3 separate regions of the Mus musculus genome follow, and all the other regions are linked to region 1. Evidence: chromatin contacts called from public Hi-C and HiChIP or PLAC-seq data. All regions are on one chromosome and are shown on one strand. The core of a region is the stretch at or near the end of the contact, and the rest is flanking DNA. Distances in the headings are between cores, read along the strand shown. Region 1 holds the start of Tle4 (transducin-like enhancer of split 4). Region 2 overlaps Gm46645 (a long non-coding RNA gene). Region 3 has its middle 15 kb from the start of Gm31594.

Region 1 (4,197 bases), core at 121-2,620:
CGCATTTTAATAATTGGGTATGAGACAGAGGCAAGTCCTCCATCCTCTTATTTTGGAAATTAAATTTACAGAACGGAGGCATTGTATGAGCCTCAGTTCTGGATTTTTAGCAAGACTACTGCAGTCTTTCTTTGCCTCGGTGTCCTCAGTGGCCAGTACTAGTGAGGCCCACAGAACGCCTTGAATTGGGCATTAAGCTACCGGTTCCTCTGTCGTGGAAAGCGCTATCATTAGGAAAAACGTTTTTCCCACATTTGTTGAACCAACAGCACCGTATTAGCCTGCACTTCGAGTTAAGGTGGGACTCAGAAATGAATGTCCCAAACACAGCAGCCTTGGCTACAATCCTGCTTGACTTTTTCCGAATTCTTTTGATTGCCCAGGGGTCAGAGGTTCCTTAGCTCAGCCTTAAGGCTCCCAACACCCGCCAAGTCTCAAAACTGCCTCGGGCGGGCTGCCACTCCCGGGTTCTGACCCTCTTCCGTAGGCCATCACAAGCCCAAGGCCCGACGGTCCACACTCGGACCCTCTTTCAACCCCGGAGTAAGTTGACTGGTGCCTCTAAAGAAAGGGAATGTCAAGAGTCTGCCGGCCGGGAAGCTCTGGGACCGGCCCAGTGCACGCCTCCCGGCTGCGGCTCTAAACCGGGCCGACGGCGTCCGCGCTCACGCGGAAAATTATGCCGGCTCCAGCAGCGCGTAAAATGGATGTGAACCGCACGGAGTGGGATCAGCGCGATCCTCCCTCTCTTGTCTCAACAGGGGTTTCGGCGCGTTGCACAAGGCCGAGCTTGTCTCTTTACGGAGACATCGGGCCCTAATTAGTGCGCACCCCCGCGCGGTCGCCAGGCCTGGGCTCCGCGTCGAACGGGAGATGAGCCTCGGAGGGCGTCTTCGGACCGGCCTGCAGTCTCACCGCCATCGCCGCCGAAACCTGCTTCTAAAGATGCAGCCAGTGCAGCAGCGACAGCAGCCGCCGCGGCTCGCCACCCCACGTTACTTTGATTGACAGCTGAACAAATGTTTCCGCGGTTCGAACGCTCGCACTAGGGAACAGCGGCCAGGGCGAGGCTCCGCCCCGGGCGGGCCGCTGCGCCCCGCCTCCGCCAGCACCAATTCTTTGCAGTTATTGGTCGGAGCTCCACGCCACGCCCTGTCCCCACGTGGGCCTAGCCTGCCCGGCCCCGCCCTCCTGGCTTGCCATTTGTCAGCGGTGAAATGATGGGCAGTAACACAGAACCGCGATTAATGTTCAGCCATCTCCGATTGGTTGATGCGGCGCCCTCGCGCCGCGGGAGGGCGGGGCTCCTGGAGAGCGCCGCGGAGAGCGCGCGGGGCTAGCCGGAGACTGTAGTCAATCTGGAGGCATCCTTGGCCACAGTAGCCGCGCGAGGACTACATCTCCCGGGATGCTCCTTGGGCCCTCCGCGGATGGTCGTGAATATGTATCAGAATGTTAATGATTAGCTGCTGCTAAATTTGGTCAAAGAAGTCACCTACACAGAGCGCGTTGTTAGAGCTGTTCCGAGCGGGCGTTCGGCTGTTGGCTGCCTTCTTCCCCCTCTTACACACTCGTGTATTATTTTGAGGTGGTGTTCGCAGAGTTTGAAAGAGAATTTTAAAAAGCCGCAAGCGTTTCGCTCTTTTATTTTTATAATCCCCTTCAATTTGGGGCTAAAAAAACAGGAAGGAAGAAAAGGAAATGAAATGTGGTAAAAGAAGCTAAAAGGTGCCTTTTAAAAGATCGTTGCTGTGAAGTGAAAAAAAATCTCCAGAGAACCCCCAAGCGCCGCGAGACCTCTTCCGAACCAAAGGAGTTTGCGCTCGCTCTCAGGGAAGAAGCGACCATTCATTCCGAGGAATAGCAGCCAATTAAAAGACAAATAAAAAAAGTTTGGAGTGGGGCGCGAGCAGGCGGGCGGCGCTCGGCGGGCGCGGGGCTCGGCGGGCGCAGGACGGACGGTGCCCGCCGCCCTCAGTGACGCCCGCGGGGAATGCGGAGCCGGCCGCCCGCGCCCAGCCGCCGCGCCTGCCTGCCGCCCGCGTCACGCGAGACCCGCAGGCCCGGGACGCCGCCGCGGGGCCCTCGAAGCGGATGAGCCGCGCGCCTCTGCCTGGCGCAGCCAACTAAAGCGGCGTGGATGATTCGCGACCTGAGCAAGATGTACCCGCAGACGCGCCACCCGGTGAGTGGCGCCGCGCCCGCAGCCCTGTCCGCGGCCGGCCGCTCCGAGGGTGCGGGAGGCGACCGACTTGTAGCCATTTTCTTATTGTTGTCTCTGAAGCCCCGGGAAGCAGCGCGCCGCCGCTCTCCGCCCGCGCGGCTCTCCCGAGGGGGGCGAGCCGGGCGGCGCGAGTCTGCGGGGTGGAGGGCGCCGGCGGCCACAGGCCGGACTCGCTCTGCTAGCTGACGGCCGCTCGACGCCATGGCGCGGCTGCCTCCGACGGGCCACTTTCGATTCCGGGTAGGGAGGGATGGGAGAGCCGGGCCGGGGGCTCGGGGGTTTGGGGGGTGACGGGGGGAGGCGGAAGCCAGGCTGAGAAGCTGAGCCGAGGGAGGCCGCCCGGAGGCACCGGGACCCCAGCAGGCGAGCGAGAGGCGGGAGCGGCGCGACCAACCCCCCCACGTCTCGGACCGCGGGCTGTCCACCCCCCACCTGCGATGTGGGCTAATTAAATATTTTATTGTTGTTCTTTAGGCACCGCATCAGCCTGCTCAACCCTTCAAATTTACAATTTCAGAATCCTGTGATCGGATTAAGGAAGAGTTTCAGTTTTTACAGGCTCAATACCACAGGTAACGATATTGACTTTAGCTGATCCTTCTGTTTGCTTAGCTCTTGTCTTACCCCCTTCCAACACTACCCCCCTCCTCCCCCACCCCCCCACAAAGGTATTACCATTTCCCCCCTGTGGGCAGAAAAGGCAAGTCAGGGCCTCTTTTTCCTTTAGGCAGGTGTAAAGAAATTAAGCATTTTCTTCTCCGGTAAACAGAAAAGGAAGCAGAACAATCGAAACTGGGGAGACTTGGAAAACGCTGAGGCCAAACTTTCGATATTGATTTATTGGGTCAGGAGGCTGGAAGGTTGGGAAGATTCTGGGGCCCTTTGACTTCTTGCTTCTTTATTACTCTGGGCTGCATTTCTTCCTTCTACCATCATGGCATAATTTAAGAGCCAGGGAGTTAAGCAGTGAGCCATTTCATTACTTTTATTAAAAAAAAAACAAATAATAATAATAAAAACAGGACACCCCCCCCCCCCAATGCTTTTGTGTTCAACGCTCTTAGACTTGGAGTGCTTTTGAAACATGTTTGTTTCACCGGGTCCTTAATGATGCAGAATTCTTATTGCAAGAGCCCAAACAAGCTGCTGGACCAGATCAACACCTCCCACCCCCACATGCTATTCAACTTGTCTGTATTTTTTGGAGGGGGAAAAACAATTTGTCAGGAGACCGTGTTGATTCTGATTTTCATTAACCTCATAGAATATTAATGATAGAACCTTCCCTGTGGCATTTTCATGGACCTAACTTTGCTTATATATATATATATATATAATTATTAGCGATGTTTATTTCCTTGTTTTAGTAAGTGAATTTAGTGAAGAATAGTCAATTCTGGGTGAAGTCTCAGAATTCAATTGGGTAGAGGGTTTATTTCTTTAAGACATAAACCCCTCTTTCCCAACCCCCACAGTTTAACCTTATCAAAGAGGCAAGTCCTGGCTGGTTCTTGTCACTCCTTCCTCTCTCCTCCCTTTCACTAGTAAAGTGCTGTTTGATACCATTGATTTGACAATAGGAGGTGATGATTTAGAGGAAACGACGTGGATTTGGAGTTGGAAGGATACGCGTTAAGTTCTACACTGTACTTAGTTGATTTTATGTCTTGAATAGTCTGAAGCTGGAATGTGAGAAGCTCGCCAGCGAGAAGACAGAGATGCAGCGGCATTATGTCATGGTAAGAAAACTGTGTCACAGATTCAAAGTGCTCATTAGCTTGGGAGACTGAAAGCAAGAATACGTTTTAAATCGCTGGAGGCTGCAGGATCCATCACAGTGGCCCTGCCAGTGTTGTTGAGGCTGTGGGTATGTGTCCATTAGCAACCTGTAATTCTAGGTGGTTACAGCTTGGCTTCGACAACCAGCTTTGATTTAAATTTTCAAAAAGTTCAGTTGCGTGGGGTATAATTTT
Region 2 (3,676 bases), core at 190-2,689, 730 kb before region 1:
AACGTTATTATTATCTCCTAAATGCATAAAATAAAAGGAAACTCATTAAATTTTACATATGATCATTAGAAAATTACAATGTTAAATTGACCTTTCTATCATATTGCTTTGCTCTCTAATCATGTACCTCCCATCATGTGCTCTGATTCCATTCCTCTACAGGGTGTAATTTTAAATATGTAAAAAAGTTCTGTACTCCTGCCGAAGTTTTATCTCCTGTTTTAATACATAACTTCAGTGATTGATTTCTATAATAATTCAGAAAATAAATTTATAGCAACATTAACTAAACCCACACATACACACTGTGCCATTAACGTATGGAACAATGCACTAGGCAAAACTGCCACCACCTTTATCAGAATAGGCATAATCATTGCAGAGTATCACCATAGCTGGGCTTGCTGACTGTTGGTCTTCCTTCTCGGGAGAGTGGGTGGGAAGGTCTTAAAACCCTCAACCCAAGTAGTCAAACACTCCTCCCATCCAGTTGTATGAAATTCTGACTTTCAGAGGCTTTCAGAGAAGAGTTAGAGGGTGGGTGTGAGATCAACTAGGGGGAGGGGTTCCATTTAAGTTTCAACAGAAGAATCATAATCCATGCTGAGTGAAGACCTTCCTGTGTGGCTGATCTAAAGTTGCCCACACTCCTGCCCATAACCACTCACCCGTTACACTGAAGGGAGCCTGATGAACTCCTTGGTTTCCTAGAGTGTATTTTGGTGGGCGTGTACATCAGGGTATTGTTAGGAACTTAGGAGGAAGTGGTAGATATGTTCATGTTTCCCTTACGGAAGAAATTTTCACATCAGTCATAAACTGTATTAGACACAAAAACATATGCAATAATAAAGATATGTAATGATATTAAAATAAACTTGCAATGACTTTGGAATTTTCCATATGTGAGACTGAGACACTGTTTATTTGTACTGTATATATGGTATATAACACAAGTCTCAGAATAAACTTATGAATGAAATGCAATTACTCTTCCCATTTTACTGATGTGGAAATTGACGAAAGAAGAAATTAAATATTTAAGTATAAGTTCAAATGCTTGTGTATGGTAAAGCAGGAATTTGAAACTGTATTTACTAAACTTCAGTCTGTTCTTCGAAGTATTTAATTCTGATTTCTATAGTTTAAGGTAGAAGATGGGCATGTAATTATAATTATTGTATATTTGTAAAATAGAGGAGATAGGGGTGACAGAGAAAAGGATGGCTTTAGGTTTCAGTACAGATTTCAACAGAAGATAATTCTTTGAAGGATGTACCCTTGAAGAGTTCATGGGACATTGAGAAAAAGTGACAAATAATGATCAAAGTAGATGACTGTAACCAGGTAAAACCATAACATTTGTAGATTGAGAGGCACAGGTACAGAAGGCCAGCGATGCGAGGATGTTGGTAGGAAGGAAAGATGATACTGAAAGCTGCAAACATCAAGGAGGTGAGAGGAAATGATCAGGAAGTGTAGGGGGCATCAGGAGGATGCTAGTAATTAGAACTGTACTGTTGGGTATCCTCAGCAGCACTTCCCATGCTAAACTGGAAGGGATGAACTCAAGAAAAGTAAACATGAGACATCACGATACAAAGGAATATCTGAGTCTGTCATCAAATGGTTGTATGCCACAGGAGGAAATACCATGCACCAGATATGCTCAGAGCCATACTGAGTACAGTGTGGGGTGGGGACCAGGACATCATAGATGTCTGCTTTTTGTCACAGACTGCTAATTTGGGGCCCTGTTTCTGATTATCATCCAAACTATGCTTCTTAATTCTAGGGAACAAAGACATTGATACTCTAAATGAATGGCCTGCTTCTGTTGCTGGCTGTATGGCTGGCCTGCTTTCCCTCAACAGCTATTAATGGGTATTTTCTGTTTCATCAGAACCTTGCTGTGCTGGATATCCCTTGTGTATTATCAAGTGCCCTTTCCTCCCCTACCAATTAAGCCCCAAAGATAACAGGAGCAAAGTAATGTGTGATTCAATAGAATCTTTGCAATATTTAAAGGTCTAATATTAAGGGCTGTATTGGGTTATTGAGCATTCAATTAAAGCATCTCAAGTGTTTAATTTAGGATTTTCCATAGGACAGGTATTGTTTGTTAATTAGTTAATTAAATAACAAATGATTATTGAAAACATGCATTAGGATTAAGCAAGCTGCAAGAGAGATAAAGATATCTCCAAGGCAATTAGCTCACTGTAATTTTAATGATAAATGTGTAATTAGACTCTTATTCTAAAGAGATTGTTTGGAATGCTTTGCAAGCATTAAACAGGCATGTAACAAGATACTTACTTATATAACAAGCAAAATATAATTCTAATTCTTATTAAGCATCAGCCTGTGTGTTCAAATGATGCATAATTTGCTAAAAGCAAAAATTTTACAAGTATTAGTCCTTATAAAAATATAATCCATTAAAAGCTTATGTAACTAAATTATTTAAAAACCAGATTTATTCCCAAGCCTATTTATTTCCCTTCTTAGACAATTACCAGAGCCTCTCAAATGTATTATGACTCGGTGTGAGTTTATGCATTTATGCATCAGCAGTTGAGAGGATTACGAGGCACATCAAAATCCCTATCCCCAACCCAGTCCCATGTCTATTTACAAAGAATCAAACAGTCCTCTTACAGGTCTAGAACCTCCCACAGTTCTGGTACTTGTCATTATATATGTGCCCACACAGACTTGAATGAACACAGTAAAGGAGTGGAGATGTTTCTGATGGTGTGTAAATCTGTTTATTTTGTTTTAGTGCACCCCTTTGCATGCCGATTCTGCAGATATCATGCTGTTGTTACTGTTGGTAGCCAGCAGCCTAGTTGAGTAGGGATGGGGACCAGCAGGTCCTGTGAATGAATGTCTTAGGAGTTACAGTAGTGATAATCAGAATAAGTATAAGCAAATACTTAATAAGTGCTGAGTTTTTCCTTGACTAATTAACATAATTTAGACTTTTAGTAATCCTATAAGGCTTCCATTGCTCATTAGCAACCCAAACTCATTTCCAAATTATTATGTTAATGATATCAAAAATCTGAAAACTGAATCCAACCAGTGTTTAGAGTTGCAGTCCTCGGAAAATAATTAGGTTTAGATAAGGCCATTGGCATGGAGAGCTGTGATTCAATTCTGGTGACTCTGTAACAGGGATAGAAACCAGGCATGGACACAGACACAGTGCCTGTTCCCATTTCTTGCCATGTTGCCTTGGGATGCCACCAGAAGGCCTTCACCAGCACTGGACTGACTCCAGGACGACATTAGCAAGCTTCCCAAACTATGTCCTTTTCTTTGTCAACTTAACCCTGCATTAGCTATTTCCTTGCAGTAGCTAACTAGGAAATCATGCAATATTAGATATAGTTAGATAAAGTTAACATTGACTACATTTTCTTTTTTTATTAGATATATTCTTTATTTACATTTCAAATGACATCCCCTTTCCTGGTTTCCCCTCTGAAAACCTCCTCTCCCACACCCTATCTCTCTGCTCACCAACCCACCAAATCCCAATTCCCTGTCTTGGGATTCCACTACACTAGGGCATTGAGCAAAGGGCCTCTCCTCCCATTGATGTCCTGCAAGGCCATCCTCTACTACATATGCAACTCTTTGGTGATTTAGTCCCTGGAATCTCTGGAAG
Region 3 (3,781 bases), core at 374-2,873, 990 kb before region 1:
CTATTATCTCAGTTTTACAGATAAATGCTCAGTGCTCCGAGGACCGTAGCAACTTGCTCAGGGGTCCCTTGGTGCTAAGAAGTGGCCTGGAATTAGAATTCATGTCTGTTTCCGCCTTCCCAGGAGGGCAGCAGTTAGAGATAAGGGCTGCGTGTTAAATATAGGAAACCCGAGCTTCAGCTCAGAGGCAAAGTCAGCTTGCACAAGCTTTCCTGCTGGGTGACCCCAGACCAGATGCTTCAGGCTGGGTGCTTCGCCAGGAGGCACGGAGCTGCTGTGCCTCGCAGTTGGAAGTGCGCTCCAGGCCTTTCCCTAGGAGTCAGGAGCACAGTGACAAAAAGAACCTGAACAGCGAAGTGCTTTCTCCGGAACTTCTCTGTTAATTTGAAATGCCTGCAAAAGTTGGCTACCAGCAAGTTTTTAAGGTGAATCACATTCTTTGCATTTCCTTTGCAATGACAGCTTTGGCGGAAAGTCTCCTTTTAAACATTCCGTGACTTTGGTCAAAGAGCAGGGGACCTGGTATTAAAGAGTTCAGCCCTGTTTGAAGCGTCAGCCAATCAGAGTGCCCTCGTCAAGAACACTGTGGCTTGCTCAGTATTTCTTGTGTTCCTTGCTTTCACTCTGACAGCTTCTAAGTCTCGGGGGACCAGAGAATTTTTCTTTTATCTTTTTATTTTCTCTCTAAGGTATATATACATATACACACATACATATTTATAAATTACACACACACACACACACACACACACACGAGGAAACTATTGAGTGGAAGCTACCTAGAAGAGGTGGGGAGGATAGATTAAAGAAACAGAAGGCTTAATAAATTTTGTGTTACTTTTGTTATTCTTTATGAACTCTTAAACAAAAACATTGTCAATTTGTTCAGTCTCTCCCCCTTTGCTAATATTTAAAAGTATTCAATTAAGATTTCTTAATGTGTCCGATGAGTTAAACTGTCCTATGGTGTTAGAAAAATATTACACGTATAAATAAAATACGCTAAAGCATTAAAAAGCTATTACACACACTGAACATAAAGTGGCAGAATAATGATGGATCCCACCATGCAGGAAACATATTCAAAAATATTATCTTCCTGGTAATGAAATGCCATCCGTTTCATTTTAAGCTAAATATGTTAGACATATCAGTGGAGTCTGTGCTGACACAGCAGTGAGTTGAAATTGAAAATCTGAAATTATATATATGATTGGACACAGTGTTAAAGTAATTTATAGGAAAAACCACGAATGTGCTGGGTCTGCACCTTCTGGTGAACTCATTTTATAGAATCAGATAGAGGAAAACCCTACCATTTCTAATGTGCAGTTAGAATGGCAGCCCGCCAGGGCCCCAATATATTCAGTTTGAAAAGAGGACAGACGGAGACAGGGGCTGGGGGAGGGAGAGGCTGGGAAGGCGAGGGCAGCAAGGGAAAGAGGTGGCAGGGTGGGCCATGGAGACAGAGCAAGTCTGGACCAGAGAGGCTTGCTTCAAATTACTGCAATTCTGCATAAGCCATCAAGAAAATGGCATTGGCTTTCATTGCACTGACCTAGTGGGAGATAGCATGGGAGCTGCATTAGTGATCAGGACAAATGGGAGATAACACGAAACCTGGGCAGGGGGATTGCTTCAGCCAGACTGTTGCTGGGTGCTCTGTGTCTCCACTCACTGTGGTGACAGTCAAGCTCCGGCGGAAGTCATCTGAACCCAGAAGTTCAGGTCAACCCCGAGAATGCTAAGGGACAAATACAAGATGATGACCAGCTCATCAGGTTGTCTGTCTGCCTGCCTGCCTGCCTGCTTGTCTGTCTCGCTGTCCTTCTTTATCTTTCTCAGTATTACACACATTCATCTACAAAGTGCAGTGGGAAGCAGGGTGAGCCAAAAGGAGGAGAGAGACAGGGCTGAGCTTTTGTGTGAAAATGTGTGACAAATTGGTACCCTGATGTGCTTTTCGTCTTTCATTTATATCCATAATCCTGCTTGAAACGTGGATTATTTGCATTCATATTGAGCCGGTCCTCTCTGGATCCCTGGCGAGCCACCGTTGTGATTTCCATTTTGGTGACTGCTTGGGCCGAGACAGAGAGAGTCTGGTATCTTCTTAAATGTCTTTTGTAACCACCAGTTTCTCAAGAGAAAAAGGAGGTGACTATGAAAGAGAGAAGGACACTTTGATCCTATCATGGGTTCGTACATAGCCCAGGACTTGTCGGAACTCCAAACAGGATGGAATAAACAAAAACATTCTCTGTCCCTGTCTGTCTGTCTGTCTGTCTGTCTGTCTGTCTGTCTGTCATCTGTCTGTCTGTCTGTCTCTTCAAACTGCCTGGGGTTTTAAATGAGTAGATATGACCTATAATGAACGTGAAGTCTTTCTTTCTAAATACTCGGGGTGTTTTCTACATGGTTGCCAGTTACAACATGGCCCCACAGCACAGTGGCAAAGATAGTAGTGTGCTTACCAGTCTGGGGGTGGGGGGGGAGTGAAGAAACTGACGGTTACAGAGGTCAGATGACCTTCTTCAAAGTTACAAAGACAGAAAGTAACCCTGCTACCAACTCTATATTCTTCAAAGTCATTGTGTGGCAAGAATTTTCTGCTCCATTTAACAGCGATCGCTGAGGATAGATAGAGGGGTTAAATAGCTTGCCCTGGGTCTTAGCCGTCTCTGAACCTCAGCTTTCTTCTGTGTTCTGTGATTTTTCTGCCTAGCACTTTCTAAGGAGGTAGTTTTATTTATATGTGTGCAGATCACTGCCTGTACTGGGCAGCAACTGCATCCCTTTTATGGACTATGTATCATCACTAGGTATTTGGGTAGTTTCAGGTGCTCAACACTGACTGGTTGGATAAATGTCTGCTTAGAAGGTGCATTTTCACTGATAATCTGTAGAAGAGCTGGCACTGGGAACTTTCTGGTTATTTGTTGTTGTTTTATTGTTTTTTTTTTTTTTCAAATCTATTGTCTCAGTGTTCCTCTCTGGAAAAGAAATTGATAACCATTCAGAGTTTAAGATCATAAAGAGTAGCGACAATGAGCTCATGTTGAAAAACTGTCATGCAGAAAGGGCAGTGAGGTCCCAAGTTAGAGTGCACTATGTTATTGGACAACCATCCCTACTGCTCTGTAGAGGGAATTCATGGAGGAACCCAGCTTAGAGAAGCAGCTTTAATTTTAGAGGCACCATCATCCTAGCCTTGACTAGAACTCTGCACAAATAGCCTCTCTCACCTCCACTGACAGTCCTTCATTCGTGTGAAGGCACGCATTAGGTTTCACATGGGCTTCTCTTTTGCAGGCTTTTCAAATCCAGTTTCTTTATTGATATGGGTCTAACATGATTTAGTCATCCTGAAAGGCCAATGCCCCTTTAAAATGCATAATGAAATTAAAATATTAAGTATTAAATTGTATTGAATTAGTGACCAGCTAAAACTTATCTGTGACATCTGTTGATCCACTCAATAGATATTTCTTAAGCCAACATTTCGTATCAGCCATCAGATAATCTTGGTCGTAAAGTGAAAGAAGGCTGGACTCCTACTGCCAGTTGGAAATCGGATAAGCTCCTAGAGAAGGCATATGAACTAATGCTAGAGAGGAGACCCAGGGTAAAGTAGATTACAAAGAAGGATAGAGTAGGAAAAAGGACTTCTGAAGGACCTGACCGTAGTAAAGAGTGGGGTTAGAAGTGGGGACCAGTGATAGCAAGGGAATGGAGGAATGAGACGGAAGGGAACCTACTGAATCATAGTTGGTTTGAAAAT

The links. A called contact is a pair of places that touch in the nucleus more often than the background predicts. HiChIP or PLAC-seq counts read pairs in DNA pulled down with a chosen protein or histone mark.
Region 2: a Hi-C map of the N1E-115 cell line shows a contact between it and region 1, with 10 times the contacts expected there. The contact joins the enhancer-like site here to the promoter of Tle4 in region 1. A contact is called at or near these places in 1 of 484 Hi-C or Micro-C datasets (the N1E-115 cell line) and 4 of 115 datasets of contacts at active chromatin or transcription factors (astrocytes, embryonic forebrain, forebrain and 1 more).
Region 3: a contact with region 1 is called in an H3K4me3 HiChIP or PLAC-seq map of neural tube, with 6 times the contacts expected there. The contact joins the enhancer-like site here to the promoter of Tle4 in region 1. A contact is called at or near these places in 7 of 115 datasets of contacts at active chromatin or transcription factors (acute myeloid leukemia, embryonic basal ganglia, embryonic forebrain and 4 more).

What each region holds. Positions count from the first base shown.
Region 1 is chr19:14,595,356-14,599,552 of GRCm38.p6, reverse strand. It overlaps Tle4 (transducin-like enhancer of split 4), which reads left to right and starts at 1,370. Exons shown (of 20, transcript NM_011600.3): 1 at 1,370-2,185; 2 at 2,699-2,796; 3 at 3,900-3,963. The coding sequence starts at 2,141.
Region 2 is chr19:15,324,329-15,328,004 of GRCm38.p6, reverse strand. The region is part of intron 3 of Gm46645 (a long non-coding RNA gene); the gene reads left to right. Among named protein-coding and RNA genes, the nearest start is that of Gm46645, 14 kb to the left of the region's middle. Within about 2 kb of position 1,439, at least 1 of the 459 cell types and tissues checked has an H3K27ac peak or open chromatin away from gene starts, as enhancers often do. A contact at or near this core is called in the N1E-115 cell line, where this site is marked.
Region 3 is chr19:15,582,118-15,585,898 of GRCm38.p6, reverse strand. No RefSeq gene overlaps it. Among named protein-coding and RNA genes, the nearest start is that of Gm31594, 15 kb to the left of the region's middle. Within about 2 kb of position 1,623, at least 7 of the 459 cell types and tissues checked have an H3K27ac peak or open chromatin away from gene starts, as enhancers often do. A contact at or near this core is called in neural tube, where this site is marked.